2 separate regions of the Anas platyrhynchos genome follow, and region 1 is linked to region 2. Evidence: chromatin contacts called from public Hi-C data. All regions are on one chromosome and are shown on one strand. Each heading gives the region's core, a stretch centred on a gene start, on an enhancer-like site or on the middle of the called end of the contact. The rest is flanking DNA. Distances are from core to core; before and after follow the strand shown. Region 1 has its middle 27 kb from the start of TMEM260. Region 2 holds the start of ATG14 (autophagy related 14).

What was found. Hi-C and Micro-C count contacts between places; a contact is called where the count stands out from the background.
Region 1: a Hi-C map of liver shows a contact between it and region 2, with 2.7 times the contacts expected there. The contact joins the enhancer-like site here to the promoter of ATG14 in region 2. A contact is called at or near these places in 2 of 8 Hi-C or Micro-C datasets (liver and subcutaneous adipose tissue).

Annotation. Positions count from the first base shown.
Region 1 is chr5:4,597,461-4,604,234 of IASCAAS_PekinDuck_T2T, reverse strand. No RefSeq gene overlaps it. Among named protein-coding and RNA genes, the nearest start is that of TMEM260, 27 kb to the left of the region's middle. Within about 2 kb of position 1,789, at least 3 of the 8 cell types and tissues checked have an H3K27ac peak or open chromatin away from gene starts, as enhancers often do.
Region 2 is chr5:4,341,496-4,348,880 of IASCAAS_PekinDuck_T2T, reverse strand. It overlaps ATG14 (autophagy related 14), which reads left to right and starts at 4,531. Exons shown (of 10, transcript XM_027459641.3): 1 at 4,531-4,814. The coding sequence starts at 4,570. It overlaps TBPL2 (TATA-box binding protein like 2), which reads left to right. Exons shown (of 7, transcript XM_013108409.5): 6 at 99-193; 7 at 1,895-3,872. The coding sequence ends at 1,974.

The sequences.
Region 1 (6,774 bases), core at 540-3,039, 260 kb before region 2:
AAAAGAAATACCAGAGACAGCGGCTGGACACCCTGTGACCACCAGAGGTGTGTGTGCAGATGAGGTCTTCCCAGTGGTAAAGGAAAAATAAAGGGAAAAAAAGCTTTTTTTTTCCTACCTGGCACAATTCCTGGAGGCCGAACACTGCTCCTGTGTCTGACTGCTTGAGCTTTGCCATCGAGCTGGGGCCGTGCTGGCTGGTGGCAGGGCCAGGAGCACCCCTGGGGACCTGCACGGAGTTAAAGACATTTGCAGTAAATAAATAAAATAAAGCTTTGATTTTTGGTGCAGTCATAAGGAAGCTCCTCGGCTGGCCCCTGTGAGCACGAGCCTTTGGCCTCGGACACCCCAGCACCCATCACCTCTGCCCTGCTCCACCTGGCACTGAGCAGCAGCTTCCCAAAAGCCAGAGGCAACCCCAAATGCTGTGACCCCAAACACTGCATTGTGTTCGGCCTCACAGGCATCCTGCCCTCCTCATCCTTTACAGAGCACCGGGAAGAAAACCTAAAATCACCGCTGGTGAGGTCATTAAAGACCCTTGGAGGATCTTTAGGAGGTTAAATAGACACCACTTTTAGGGTCTCGCCAACCAGCCCCATGACTCCTCTTCCCAACCCTGGTGAGCAGGACAAAAGCCATTTCTTAAACCCACTGACATTCATTGGGGTGTGATAACTGGGAGTGCCAAAGCACACGAAAAAGGCAGCCCCGTGCAGAAGTGACCTAGGGCAAGGAGCCCGCTGCTGAGCACCCACACAAAAACCCACTGCAGGCAGCAGCACCGCGAGGACACGGAGAAAGTGACCCCAGAGGATGCGACCCAATGGAAAAATTCCCATTTTCCGCACCCTTCCCCACCAGGCTGCAGCCCCAGCTATGGAAAAAATCGATTCCTTGCCTTGTGTGGCAGAAAAAAAGGCCGATGGGAGCAGTGCCTGCAGGAGGAGGGAGGTTTCCCTACAGATTTTGGGTGTGCTCAGCCAAAAAAAAACACCTCACCTAAGGGCATCGCAGCCACCCTGCAGCCTGGATACTCTAAGGATGTTATCCTAAGGGTTTGGGGGTGCTGGCGCTTGGGCCAGGAGCCCTATTTACCTGCAGAAACAAATTTCCTTGGAGAAAAGGAGTTTTTTATTTTCTTTCAGCACCTTCTCCCCCGGCTCTGGGCGTTAGGTGGCAGCAGCACGCAGGCAGCGAGGGGCCTCCACTGCAGCAGTCCCCTGCTGACCCTTTTTTGGGGATTGCTGCACGCCAAGGGGTTTTGCTCCTATCATCCCTACAGGGCAGTGACCATTGGGGTCGGCAGCGACCCCCAAATATTGGGGTGTTTGGGAAAGCAGCTTTGGCAGTGCATATTGTGGCCGGCGTTCGGTTTGGGGTGGTGAGGGGCAAGGGGTGGGTGCTGCGATACCTGGCCATAAATCTGATTTTTGGAAGGCAATTTGCAGGAGGGAAAGCAATGCCCTTACACCAGACGTGCTCCAGCTCCATCCCAAAGTACTATGACAGCGAGGTGGACAGTTCCCTTAAACCCACTGGCCAGGGAGTTAAGTCTCAGGAGTGATGGTGAAAATTGCAGTAAAATAAAATAAAATAAATGAGGAGAGAAAAAGAAGCCTTTGCTAATGCTGCATCTGCAGAGGAATTTATGGGAGGGTGAGGGAAGTTGTAAGGCACAGTATTTATTTTTCTGCCCGACACATCCACTTGCTCGGTCTCACATTGCCTTATCTACCAACCCCGATAAGAGCCCCGGAGGAAAAAAAAAAAAAAAAAAAAAAAAAAAAAGACAGCAGAGAAATTAGCAATCACGAGATATTGCATCAGGTCGGTGTGACAAACGCGGGGACAGAGAACACCACGTCCTTCGCCCCCCCGAGATAGGGCTGCCTGGAAACCAAAGGGCTGTTTTACCCAACAGGAGCAGGACGCGCCTTTGGGGTTCTTTTCCACTTGTGCAAAGGGTGGAGGCACCAGTCCTGCTTCCAGCCCTGGGGTGTTTGAGGACAAGTGGCTCTCGAAGGAGCCTTTGCTGCAGCAAAATGTGGGATTTTGGGGGCTGCACACTCAGATGGTTTTGCTCCAGAGCGCAGGGGATGACACAACAGCACCCGGATCCCTCCTCCGAGCACCCTGCGAAGGGGAAAACCAGCAGGCTGCGGGCAAGCGAGGCTGGGTTAAACAGCTCGAGACTACCCAAATTAAATTTTTGTTTAAAAAAAAAAAAAAAGAGATTGTCTGTAACCTTCGGCTGTAACCTTTCTCCATCTCGCTGATGAAATTCAGCAGTCTGCCTGCCAAGAACAAGTCGCAGGACTTGCCAAGCGCTATTGAGCCGCGTGCCCCCGTGGCTCAGGGGGATTTCGTGACTTAGCACGTGTGCGCCGCAGTGATTTACACCGGGACGGGGGGGAGGCAGGAGGTCACATTCACAAATGTCGTGAAAAGCCTTAATTACTCCCCCAAGGGCTGTGTCCGAGCTACCGGAGGGCCAAAAAAAAAAAAGGAGATTGAAAAGGTTCATTAAGGAAGTTGGCGGACAGATGCGCCCGCATCGCCCAGCCGCAATATGCTCCGTGACCTTAAAGCAGCGAGGGGGGAACCTGAGCACGGTGTAATGAGAGGAGAGGAGTGGGAGAGCTTTAAAGCAGCGCTTGTAACCGAGCGAGCTGGTTTTTTTGCTGGTTTTGCTCTGTGCAACGAGCAGCAGTGCCGAGAGAGGGCAGCCCAAGCCGCCACATCCACGCCCGGCTCTCCCCAAATCTGCGCACCGGGCTATTAGGATGCTGCGAGCAAGCAGGAAAAAAAATAAATAATAAATAAAATAACAAATGAAAAAGGCATTTCCAACCTAAATTCACTGTGGGAAAAAAAATAAATAAATAAAATGCTGGGAAGGGAAATAGAGGAAGAAGGCAGAAGAAGATACGGGGTGAAGCCAAGAGGGCTCCCATTTGGGGCTGAAGCCCCAAGGCTGCAAACTGATAATTGTAAGAGACACAAGGAGGAGCTGAATCCCTCTCATAAGGGACCGTGGGGGAGACATGAGCTGAAGCGAGGTGCCCCAGGGCTTTGTTTTCAAAATGTTTGAGGAAAAAAAGACGTGGGGAAAGTTTCCTACGCGGGGCGTAACTCAGCCCCACGGAGCGCGTCCCGGGGGTCTCGCCCCTTTAGGGGGGGCACTGATTTCCCACGCAGATGGCTGGGCTTTTGGTCTCCCCCGAGCCCATTAAGGGCCTCTTCCCTGCAGAATGAGGCAGCTTTGCACATTTACAGTGTCCTTAATAAATAGTGACAATAAAACCCGTGGAGATAGGGTAATGGATTGTGTCAACGTGCAAACATCTCTTCGGGGCATTTCCAAGCGAGTCGCTTGATCTCAGCAGCCCTAATTGTGGCTGGGAAGCAGGTGGGGTGTATTACACTAAACACTCGATTCAGGCGGTTTAAAACCAGCATTATTCACAGCCCCGACCAGAACGCTGAGCTCTTTTCTTCCCTTTCAATGCGGATCTGTGCAGCCTTACAAAGCCCGCGCTCGTGGCTCCGGCAGATAATAACTGCACCAAAACCACTGCTCCCGGAGGGGCTGGGGAACTTTTTTTGTCCGTGCTCGTGGTGCTGGGCATGGCCCTTCCCAGGGAGAAGAAAACCACCAGGCTCTGGCTCAGCTGGTGAAAATCCAAGGTGCTGAGATGAGGATTCGGCCCCCGAAGCAGCTGGGCTTGGAGCGGACAAAGTGAATTAATCAGAAGGAAAAAGAATTACCCAGCAAATTCCCTCGACGTGTTGTACCAATTTAAAGCAGTGTTAATGTTGATTTATTGATTCAGAAAGGTACTTACATTTATAAAAGCAGCGAGGGCTTGTCTATAGTGCCAATAATGCAAGGCAGACCTGCTGCTGTCACACGGGCGGCTCTGATCCTGCATCAGCACAGCAAACTCATCAGGTGAGGCGAAGGGAGCACAGGGAAAAAATCAGGAAACTTTATTTCCCCTGCAAGAAAATACAAAGAAAAAAAAAAATATATAGAAAGGGAGGCTAAAGGCCAGGATAACACATATGAGCCAAGTATGCTGTGATGATCCAAGGAGTTAATGAGGCTGGAAATCAATGCTGGAGCAATGGGATGAAGCATCGAGGTCTCCAGCAGCACATCTGGGACCCAGAGAGGGCTGCACGGGCACCCCCAGCCCCACGGCAGCCCCAGCAGCACAGGGAGGTGTCCCCAGGGCCAGCACTGCCAGGCATTATAGACGGGAACAAGGGGTGATTTGTAGGGTCTCATGCAAGTAGTGATGCTGAACAGAAGCCTGCAGGAGCTGTGGGTGCATTTCTGCATTTTTTTGTTTGTTTGTTTGTGTGCAGAATTTGGTTTCTTTGCCTGGTTTTTGGAAAGCTACGAGGTGTTAGGGCAGAGTCACTCAGCAAGAGGATATCTTGGGGTAGGGAGGGATTTGGGGGTACAGGGTTGCTCTGAGCAGCTCAGCAAAACCCAATGGCAAGCAGGGAAAGGCTTTGGGAGCAGGGAAAGGTTTTGGGAGGGGACCCTGGGGACAGTACAGGGCTGGGACAGCCGCAGCTTCTCCGCCAGGGCACTGCTGTCCCTCTGCTCGGTGGCTCGGCCACAAGGGATCCATGAAGAGGGCAGTGGCAGAAAGAAATCCCCATTCTGCAGACAAGGCAAGCCAGTGACCAGTCCCAGGCTCACAATCAGGAGAGACACAGGAATAAAGACACTTCTCAGAAGAGGAGGAACAAACAAAGTCACTGCCCACAGGTCCAGCACAGCCCCGGTGAAACAGGCAGTGCAGCCGGTGCTTGCTTGTGCAGGAAAACCCACGTGAGATCCCCACGGTTGGACCAAACTCTTTACCAGCTTCTTCTCAAAGCCAGGGGGAAATCGAGCTGCTTGCACGAGCTCTGCCCCGGGGATTTTCCCAGGCTGGACCAAAGCAGAGAGGCTTTGCTCAGCCTGGACATCGCTATCCTGGGGAGCTCCTGGACGGGCGCTGGAGCAAAAACCTTGGGGCATCCCCATCCTCGAGCAGCACACAGGGCAGAGAAGAAGAGCAGGGGGGAATTATTTATCCCTGGAGCTGATTTAGATCACAACTGGGCAGCTGGAGCAGGGTCAGACCCCCTTGTCCCCACACCATCTCCTTCTACAGCCCCGGCCAGCTCCTTCCCCACCCGCGGAGGAAAAGAGCGAGGCGGCTCCGGCAGCAGACAAATGGTGCACAAATTGCACGAACCGCAGAGGTTGTTGCAGTTACTGAATGATGACAGCAGCCGAGCTCTGGGGCGATGAGGATGAACGTGGTTTAAAAACGGGGGAACGTGGGGAGGGGGCTCCTCCGGCATCTCTCCGGGGGCTGTGCCGTGGGAGCCCTCCGAAAGAGCTCCGGATAAGTAAGCCGTCATTAATAAATCAATGACAGGAAAATGAAAATGGAAGTAGATGAATCAGCGAGCTGATCGGGTCACAGATGAAAAATAGCACATCTGCTGCTGCTTTCAGTGCATTAACAAATAAGGCCACTGGATCAGACACACTAATGCTTGGAATAATGAAGCTTCAAGACCGATTAGAGCATAAATCACTTTTTTAAAACGTCGCCGGTCCCTCCCCATCCATCGGGAGACATATTGGCTTCATGCTGTGTGCTTCTGGCAGCTACGTGGCCATGCTGCTGCCCCGCTCTGCTCAGTGGCAGGGCACAAACCCCAAATTTCAGCCCGGTGCCATGGTCAGATCCAAGCAGTCACCCCGGGGCAGGGACTGACTGCTGCTGCTTTATTGATTTCTCGATGCCTGGATGGGACCCGAGCACCTTCCTCTCTTCCCGTCAGATGTGCAGGGATTTGGGGTTTGGCTCAGGGGTCGGGGGACAGGGGTCGGGGACAGGGCCAGGAGGGTGAAGGCATTGCAGGGGACCCTGCTGCAGGCTGGCATGTCCCAGCCCCATGTGGCAAGCTCTCACAGCCTTCATCCTTCTCCCTGCTTATCTTCTTCCCATATCTCCCCCCTACTGATTGTGGGGACGGCACGGCACCCCAAAGCCTCCCTCTCCTTCATCCCCTCCTCACCAGCTGAACGCCAGCCCCAAATGTGGGACATTTGGGGGCACAAAGCAGGAGATGCCGGCACCGTTTGGGTACCCAGGGGCCCAGGGGTCTCCCATTCCCGCTGCTCCCCGGTTTCTCTCGGCGCATCCCCACCTCCTCCGCCCCTTCCTGGGCAGAGCGGTGGGATCGATAAGCTCATCAAGCCGCTCCCCTCCGGGCTTGCAGGAGAGACAGATCATTATTGGAGTTTCTATTTTTAAATAGTGCACGGATATGATAGCAGGAGGGTCATCCGTGTCCCCAGCTCCACCGAATCGTGACCCCAGTCACAGATGGCCGGGTCTGCACAGAGCTGGGATAGGAAGAGCCACTTCTTGGTAACCTCTGGGGGCACTGCTGTGGAAAAAGCCCTGCTGTGTCCCCCCACGTCCCCAAATTCAGGCTGGGTGGTTGTGCACAGAGGTCGGGTCGACTCAGGGGTTTTACACGATGCTGCTGTCCCATTACTGACGTACAAATCCCTCTCCTGCCCGTGCCCATGTGAAATTGCTTCCCATTGTCCTGCCGCGGAGATGGCAAATGCGATTCCCCGGGCTCAGTGCTCAGCTCCCAGTTACCAATTTGCAGCCTGGACAGGGAGGCTGATGGGCTGCTGGGGACCGAGAACCCACCCGAGGGATGGGGCAGCGGTTTTAGCTC
Region 2 (7,385 bases), core at 3,282-5,781:
AATTACTCAGCTGTCAGCATGGCTAAAGAGTACTTCATGCATATGACACTGAATCAGTATTTGCGTTTTACTAATCTTACCTGCTTGTTTTGAAACAGCTATGAACCTGAACTATTTCCTGGCCTTATTTATAGGATGGTCAAACCAAGGATAGTGTTGCTTATCTTTGTGTCTGGAAAAGTTGTACTGACTGGTAAGTGGCCTCTTGCTCTATTATCTGTAACCAAGTGCTACCACATCTTCCAAGGAAGTGTTTAAATTGAGCATTACTAAACTGATATCTTGCCGCAGTAAAGCCACTTAGCAATCTTTGTCATGCCTACTGCTGCTTATCTGTGTTTTCTGTGGATAATAACATTGGTATTGTTGCACTAGAACCTTATATTGCTTCATATAGTGTCTCAGCTTTCCGTGTCATTAAACTTGAGTATCTTTATTTTATTCAAAGCATAATGCTTTGTGCCAGCGTACTGAATCCCAACAGGAGGCTGACATGCCAGTAACCACTCACAATTGCTTCAATATGAATATCACAATAAGCAATTTAAAATTGGACAGGAAGCAAACTTCTTAAAACACTTCACTGACAACATGTACTAAGGATTATTAGAGGAAAGGGTGGAGACGTAAGAGTCTGTTCCAGACAGTTTGGCAAACTCATGAGGAAAAGCCTTATGAGTAAGTGTGCTCAGCAAATATCTGTACCTTGGATCCCATGGCAAAAAAAAGCTAAACTGTGAGTGCATGTTTCCAGCACATTCTGTTGTAAAGCTTATGAAAATGCCTTTACACAGCTGTACAGAAAGGTAAACGGGTACTTGTGGTTCCCAGAGGAACCTAATATTACATGTATATTCATGACAGAGCTTTGAGGTATGTGAACAGCAGAAGAAGCCTTAGAGTTTCTCAAAATCATAGATCATGAGCTAATTGAACTGTAGAGCAGTCAGGATGAAGTTTAAATGCTTCCCATTCTAATGCCCCACCACCTTCCTTCTGGGCCCACTGAAATCATACTGGCTACCTCCAAACAGAACACGTTTGGGGATATACTAACACCCTAGAGTGCAAAGCATGCCCAGAAGGACTAAAGCTAGTCCTTGCCTGTGAACACTGGGCCCTAATTGTAATGACAAAACTAAATCTGTTAAACTGAATTTCTTCCCTAATCCCAAAATGTTCTTGTGGTAACTCAGATGATTTAGTCATGTCTAACCATATCCTACATTCATGGAAGGGGAAGAGTTTACACATCTGTCCTGAGTGCAACTTAGTCCAATTGTTAGTCCATCTAAATGCAGTTTGCCTGTCATTAATGCCTATTACACTTATGTGGTAGATAAGTATCACTGGCAAGGACTGTTCCTCCCTGCTGCAGTACTGGTATTAAAGATTTGCTTGCAGTAATGTGGATAAGGATGGCTTAGAAATCACAGGTGACCTAACAAAGCTTAAAGCTTCTTGGAACTGGGAGAGAGGAATTATCGAACTGTGAATGAATGGGATAAATGCCCTTCATTTCATGTTTCCACCTTTCTAGTTATCAAGAGAAAGAGCTGTTATGGTTAAGCAGATAAAACTCTGATTCCTCTGACTGGCTTTATTTGACAGACAGTGTTTGGCGTCTGTCAGGAGAAACTAACTGCTGTTTTGGTACTACAACATAAAACTAGTCTTAAAGCAAAGCAAGCTATAAATTGTTCTTTGAGGTACAGAAGTAACATGACAGAAATTCTGCCTTAAACTAACATTTGACGAGAGTTCTTAAATTTGCTTTTAAACTCCTGCATTTCTTCATGGATTCTAATCTCATCATTAGATTTGAGGTGCATTCAGTTATTCTCAATGCTCTAATTCTTAATGTGTTGGTTTTATTTTTTGAATGTCTTTACAGGGGCAAAAGAGCGTTCTGAAATCTATGAGGCATTTGAGAACATCTATCCCATTCTAAAAGGTTTCAAGAAAGCATCATAACGTGGCCCGTAAAGAAACTAACAATTTACCAGTTTGTAATACAAGGCATGGAACAGAAGCCAAGGGTATTCCTGGACCCACTTGTACAGTTGTGGATTATTAAGCAAATGACATATGACTGCTAAAACTGCTGATGCTTTGCTACAGTTTGTGAAAAGTTTTTTCATGAAGATTTGCTGTCTGTAATCCACTTGAGTTCTGACAACTTGTGTCAAGCTGAGAAATTTGCCAAACAAATGTACTTTTAATATAAAGCATATTAAGGTTGCGCTTATTTTGTAACGGAGGCCTTGTGCCTCATCCCTGTTAAACAGATGAATCAACAATGTACTTCAAACTAGCTTCATCAAAATTCTCAGCTTTAAGTACTGAAGGTTAGCTCCTGTAATGAAGTACTTTCATGTTCAAACTCAAAATATATTTTTGTCTACAACACAGCTTACAAAATCCAGTATGACTTGACTCCAATGTTTTGAAGACAGACAATGAATGTAGAGGACATCTACTGACTCCCTCTAATCCCACAGGTTGGATAAACAATTATATAATGGTGCTGATACTCTTTATAGAGAAGATATTCAAGGACCCTGACAGTGTTGGAACGTACCTGGAAAGGAGAACTGGGGTGGGGGAGAATGAAGCAAATTCTGCAATTTGTCTTACATGGGTTAAAAAGTGGTACCCACTTGCATTACTGAAATCCTCTCAGATGATGGGAGGCTTGCTTGGCCTGAAAAGCAAACCTGTTAATTAGGAACTACCTTTAAAGTGGACTTGAAGAAAATATAAAGTCTTGGATGTTCAAGGCTTAATTATCTAAGTTATTTAATCAGAGCTCAGGCAATGGCACTACATGAAAGCATTTGGTAATTTAATTTTGTCTCTCATCTACAAGGGAACTCAAGGCTTCCTTTGCTGAAGCTGTCATGCTCAGGTGGGTAACGTGACAAGGAAGAGTGTAAAGATGATCCCTTGACTGTTCTGGTACCTCCTATGATTCCAAAGAAGCAAAGTTTTTTATTCCAGAACAGGGCTGCTGGTGTTTGTGTTGTTTCCTCCCCTTGTTTTCTACCAAAGGTGGGATAGATCTGTCAGGAAGCTCCCTGAGCCACTAGAGGTTGCTATTTGATGACTTAAGCATAACCCATGCTAAAGGCTGCCTGCCCTTCCGATAAATACCCACATTATAGGCAACAGCTTAACACAGGACAGGGCGTCATGGGCTTAGTTTTGCTGTCACCAGTTCACTTCTGATTTGGTGCAGATGTGACCTCAACTTGTCTGTGATGTCTCACATGTGCTTTCATAACTGTCCCTTTGCTCCCCTGGAAAGAAAGCTTGAAAAACTTCATGCACTTCCTTGTGATAAACCGGTCTTAACTATGTTATCAGCTTCTTTGTCACAATCAAACTGTGTATTTCCAAACTCAAATCTATTCTAAACAGAGGCTTACTTTTCTGTTTGTTTTCTAACCCTGCAGACTTTCCACAGCTATGGGCTGAACTTTTATTTGCACTGTAGCTGTAAAAGCTGATAAGCTTGAGTTACCAGAATCCTTGCAAGTGAAAAGCAACAACCTGTTCTCATTGGGGTGTTGGGAGAAAGCTTATCTAAGATGAGCCTCCTTCAAGGAACAAATCTGCTTTTTCATTAAGAGCTAGCTGAATAATTTCACCAGAGAAGTCAATGCTCTTTAAAAGTGTGGATAAAGCTTTAAAGATAAGAAATGGTCTCTGTGCTTTTTCAGAGCTGCTGATAACTTTGTTTGCTATGGTAACTTGTCTTAAAAACAAGTATCTGGGTTCTTTCTGTGCAGTGCTGCTCATGCTAGTATTTTGTAGTACTTAAATACAAAAAGAAGGGGAAAAATAAAGGCTGGCTTACTTTTTACAAAGAACTCATGTCCCAGGTTGTGACAGTAGTGCTTTGAGTCCTGACTTGGAGTTTCTTTACTTTAAATTCCCACTTTTCTCCCTAGCCTCCCGCAGAGCACTGGCTCTCTGATTCTGGATACCAGCTGATAACACCCATCTCAATCTTGACAAATCTTGATGTGTGGCTCCATACAGGGACTGGGGCAAGGAAATCTGCTAGCCTGTTGTTTTTAAGGATGTGTATTAATCCTTTTGACCCCTTTTACGCAAAGGTTGATTCCTGATACTATAAGAACTACTCAAATAATTACCCAAACAATAAGTATTACCCAAATAATTTAATTTTGGGTAGCCATAGCTTCTTCTGGGGTACAGGGCTGTGAGGTACATGTGCACCCCCTTCACCCCAGGGGAACAGAATTTAGGTGCCATGAGGGATGTGTGCTGGATGCTGCCCTACACCCTTTACTCCCCCTTTTTCCCTCCACTTGCCCCACTTTCTTCCCTAACCCTCCGCACCAGGACTGCCTGTATAACCTGGGCCAAGAAAAACACCCACAAAACAGCCTTTACATATATAATTTTATTTATTTATCGCTTCACACCGGTGAGGGGACCCCCCTCCCCTCACAACCCCCCCCTGAGGGGCCGTCCCCTCAGCGCCCTGTTCCCACAATGCCCGGCGCCACAACACGGCCCCACGTGACCGGGGCGCCCAAGATGGCGGCTCCCAGCGGCTGCCGGCCGCAGCCCGGCGGGCAGGGGGGAACCGGGGCGGGACCGGCACCGGGACCCGGCCCCGGGGCAGGGCCGGCGGCGTTGAGGGGTCCCGAGGAGGACGCCGAAGGCTTGTACGTGGCGGTGGAGCGCTGCCCGCTCTGCAACACCACCCGCCGCCGCCTCACCTGCGCTAAGTGCGTCCGGGGCGGCGATTTCGTCTTCTTCGACGGCCGCGACTCGGAAAGGTACCGAGGGGGGAGGCGGGGAGGGGACTTCGGGCCTGCCCCGCCGCTGGGTCCCGCGGGGGAGGCCGTGGGGATGCTCCTCACACGCCCCCATGGGGTGGGGGAGGCCCCTTGGGTTCGCTGGGGGGTCCCTGGGGTCGCCCCCCCCCGGTAATGGGGTCCTGGGGAGCTGCTGGGGTTTGTTTGGGGGGTCCTCGGCCCCCTGAGCCCGGAGGTGGTGAGATAAAGTGAGGGAAGGGGGCTGGGGGCAGCCCAGGGGGCTGTGCTGGCTTTGTGAGTGGTACTCGGCTGGTGAGGGGTAAAATGTGTCAAATAATTGTAATTGTGAAGGGTTTGGGTGGTGACACGGCCATACGGGTGCAACCAGCAAACCGGAGATAACTCCAGACAACTAAGGGCAAAAACTGTCAGACACTTGAAATACGTCTCTGTTCTTAGAAGTATACCAAAACAGTAGATAAAACAGTAATTTTCCAAAATTGTTTACCGAAATCATGCAAGCAAACAGCACTTCTTCTTTTCATTCCTGTTCATATAACTAGTCCTGATCGCGGGCCCTTTACAGAATCCAGAAATATTGCACTTGAGTTGATCACGCCCCTTCCTGCCCCTTTGTGCAAGGAGCTGGCTGCAGGAGGGCTGCAGAAGTCGATCAAGAAGCAGGTAGCCCTGTTACGTGGTTCGGATGCTCGTTTCCCCTCTGTAGCTCATTTTTGACTGTGAAACAAGCCGTCATTTCCAGCACGTCCACCCCGGATTCTTAAAAAGCCTGCCTAGCGCTGTCTCAAGAATAGCCCTAATTTTTGGCTGTGTTTGTGGTCCTCGATTTGTAGCTTCGTTAACAGCTGCTGGGAGTGATTTCTCCAACTATTTCAGGAAGGCAGCGAGCGGTGTGTTGTGTGGAAGGGTCCTCGCCCCAAACACCCTTTGCCAAACATAAGAATAGGCAGGGAAACAGCGGTGTCTTTCTTCCTACCTTGGTTCTCTGCCACAGCTCCAGGCAGCTTTTTATGGCAGGACGGTGTTTTCCTGCCATAAACTCTTTCTGTGGGTGTTTGCACAACAGGATGCATGACTGGACAATGATGTGCTTGTCTTACATTTAAGCAAATTGACCTCCTCAAGCATAACCCAGATATAGAAAGCCAGCTCGCACCCAGATCTCTGTCTGGGTGAGTGGACCCTTCACCCCTGCCAAGTTTCGTTAAAGTTGATGGGAGTGGGCACGAGGTGGCAGCCAGCATGAATCAGCCTGAGTCAAAAATCAGCAAAAATGAGGCCTGAGTCTGCCACTTTGATGGGTTTTCTTCTTTTGCCTCGGAGGCTGTGGTGTGGAACCACAAACTGGATTTTAGCCCGTCTAAAATAGATGAAAAACTCGTCTTTGTGTGAGACTGCTCAGGGTTATCGGCCGTTTCCATGAAAAAAAAAAATTGGTTTGGGAATTTGGAACGTAAGCCAAGTATTTTCTCCTGCCCTTTCTGCAGCCTGAAGATTTTGGCTAACCATCAGGCTTCGTTACAGAAATCCAACTGCAGCATCCTTATAGTGGAGCCACTCTCATCTTGTATAACCAAGGCTCAAGAAGTTTCTCTACACATTGGAAAAACGCAACCATGAAGAAGCAGTCCTAGCCAAAGCACCAGAGGCAACAGCTGCTTTAAAAAAATCTCTTCCCTTCCTCATATCAGAGACTGCTGTCACCGCATCCTCCCGAGATGCGTTAACTGTCCCGTTCACCTTTGGATAGAAAACATTGTGATGATTAAGCCGTATTTCTTGACTGTAGGAAAAGTCCCTTTTGTTTTTCTCCTCCCTTTTTTCCCCTTGTTCAGGACCTTGGACTCGCTGTCTGTGTAATCCTCTCTTCTCTTCTCCAGCCTCCGCTCAGGCAGCCCCCCTGGACGCTGCTTTTCCCTGAGCTTTGCATCTCCTGCTGCTTAAAACTCTCCTACGGCAGCTCCGTGTTCCTGGAGTCACGGATTAACAAAACAAGAACAGCGTCAGCGTGATCGATGGCAGCAGGAAAAGTTCAGTGTAGGGACAAAGCTTCGTAAAACTCAGGTTTCTGCTTCTTTCAAAGATAACAGAATTACCGATAGCCTGAAAGTGTGCTTGAAGTGTTTTATCTGCGTTGTGTAATTAATCCTTCGAGTGACTAATGGGAAAAGTGAGAGAGAAACAGCCCGGCATCTCAGGTCAGTTTTTATTGTTTCCTCTCTGCCAGCAGCGAGGGGTTTCCGTGAATTTCTTGCGACGTGAGCGCGGCGAGGGAGGGAGCAACCTTTAAAATCATTGCGTGGTCGTGCAGGGACAGGTGCAGGGAGCTGGCTGGAGCTCAGGCTGTGTTTACTGTCGGCGGTATTTACTTGGTTACTTTATGCCTTCTAGTAGCACCTGGGTTAATTTTAGATCGGCGCCATGGTCGGGCCTGGAGGAGCCCGGCAGGGTCACGACAAGGGCTTTGCTGAGGGAGCCGTGTGAGAAATCCAGCCCTGGGATGCACAGGGCTCCCAGTTGTCTTTTGGAAGTGTTACAGGCTGGAGGAAAACGTCGGTACCTCTCACTTGT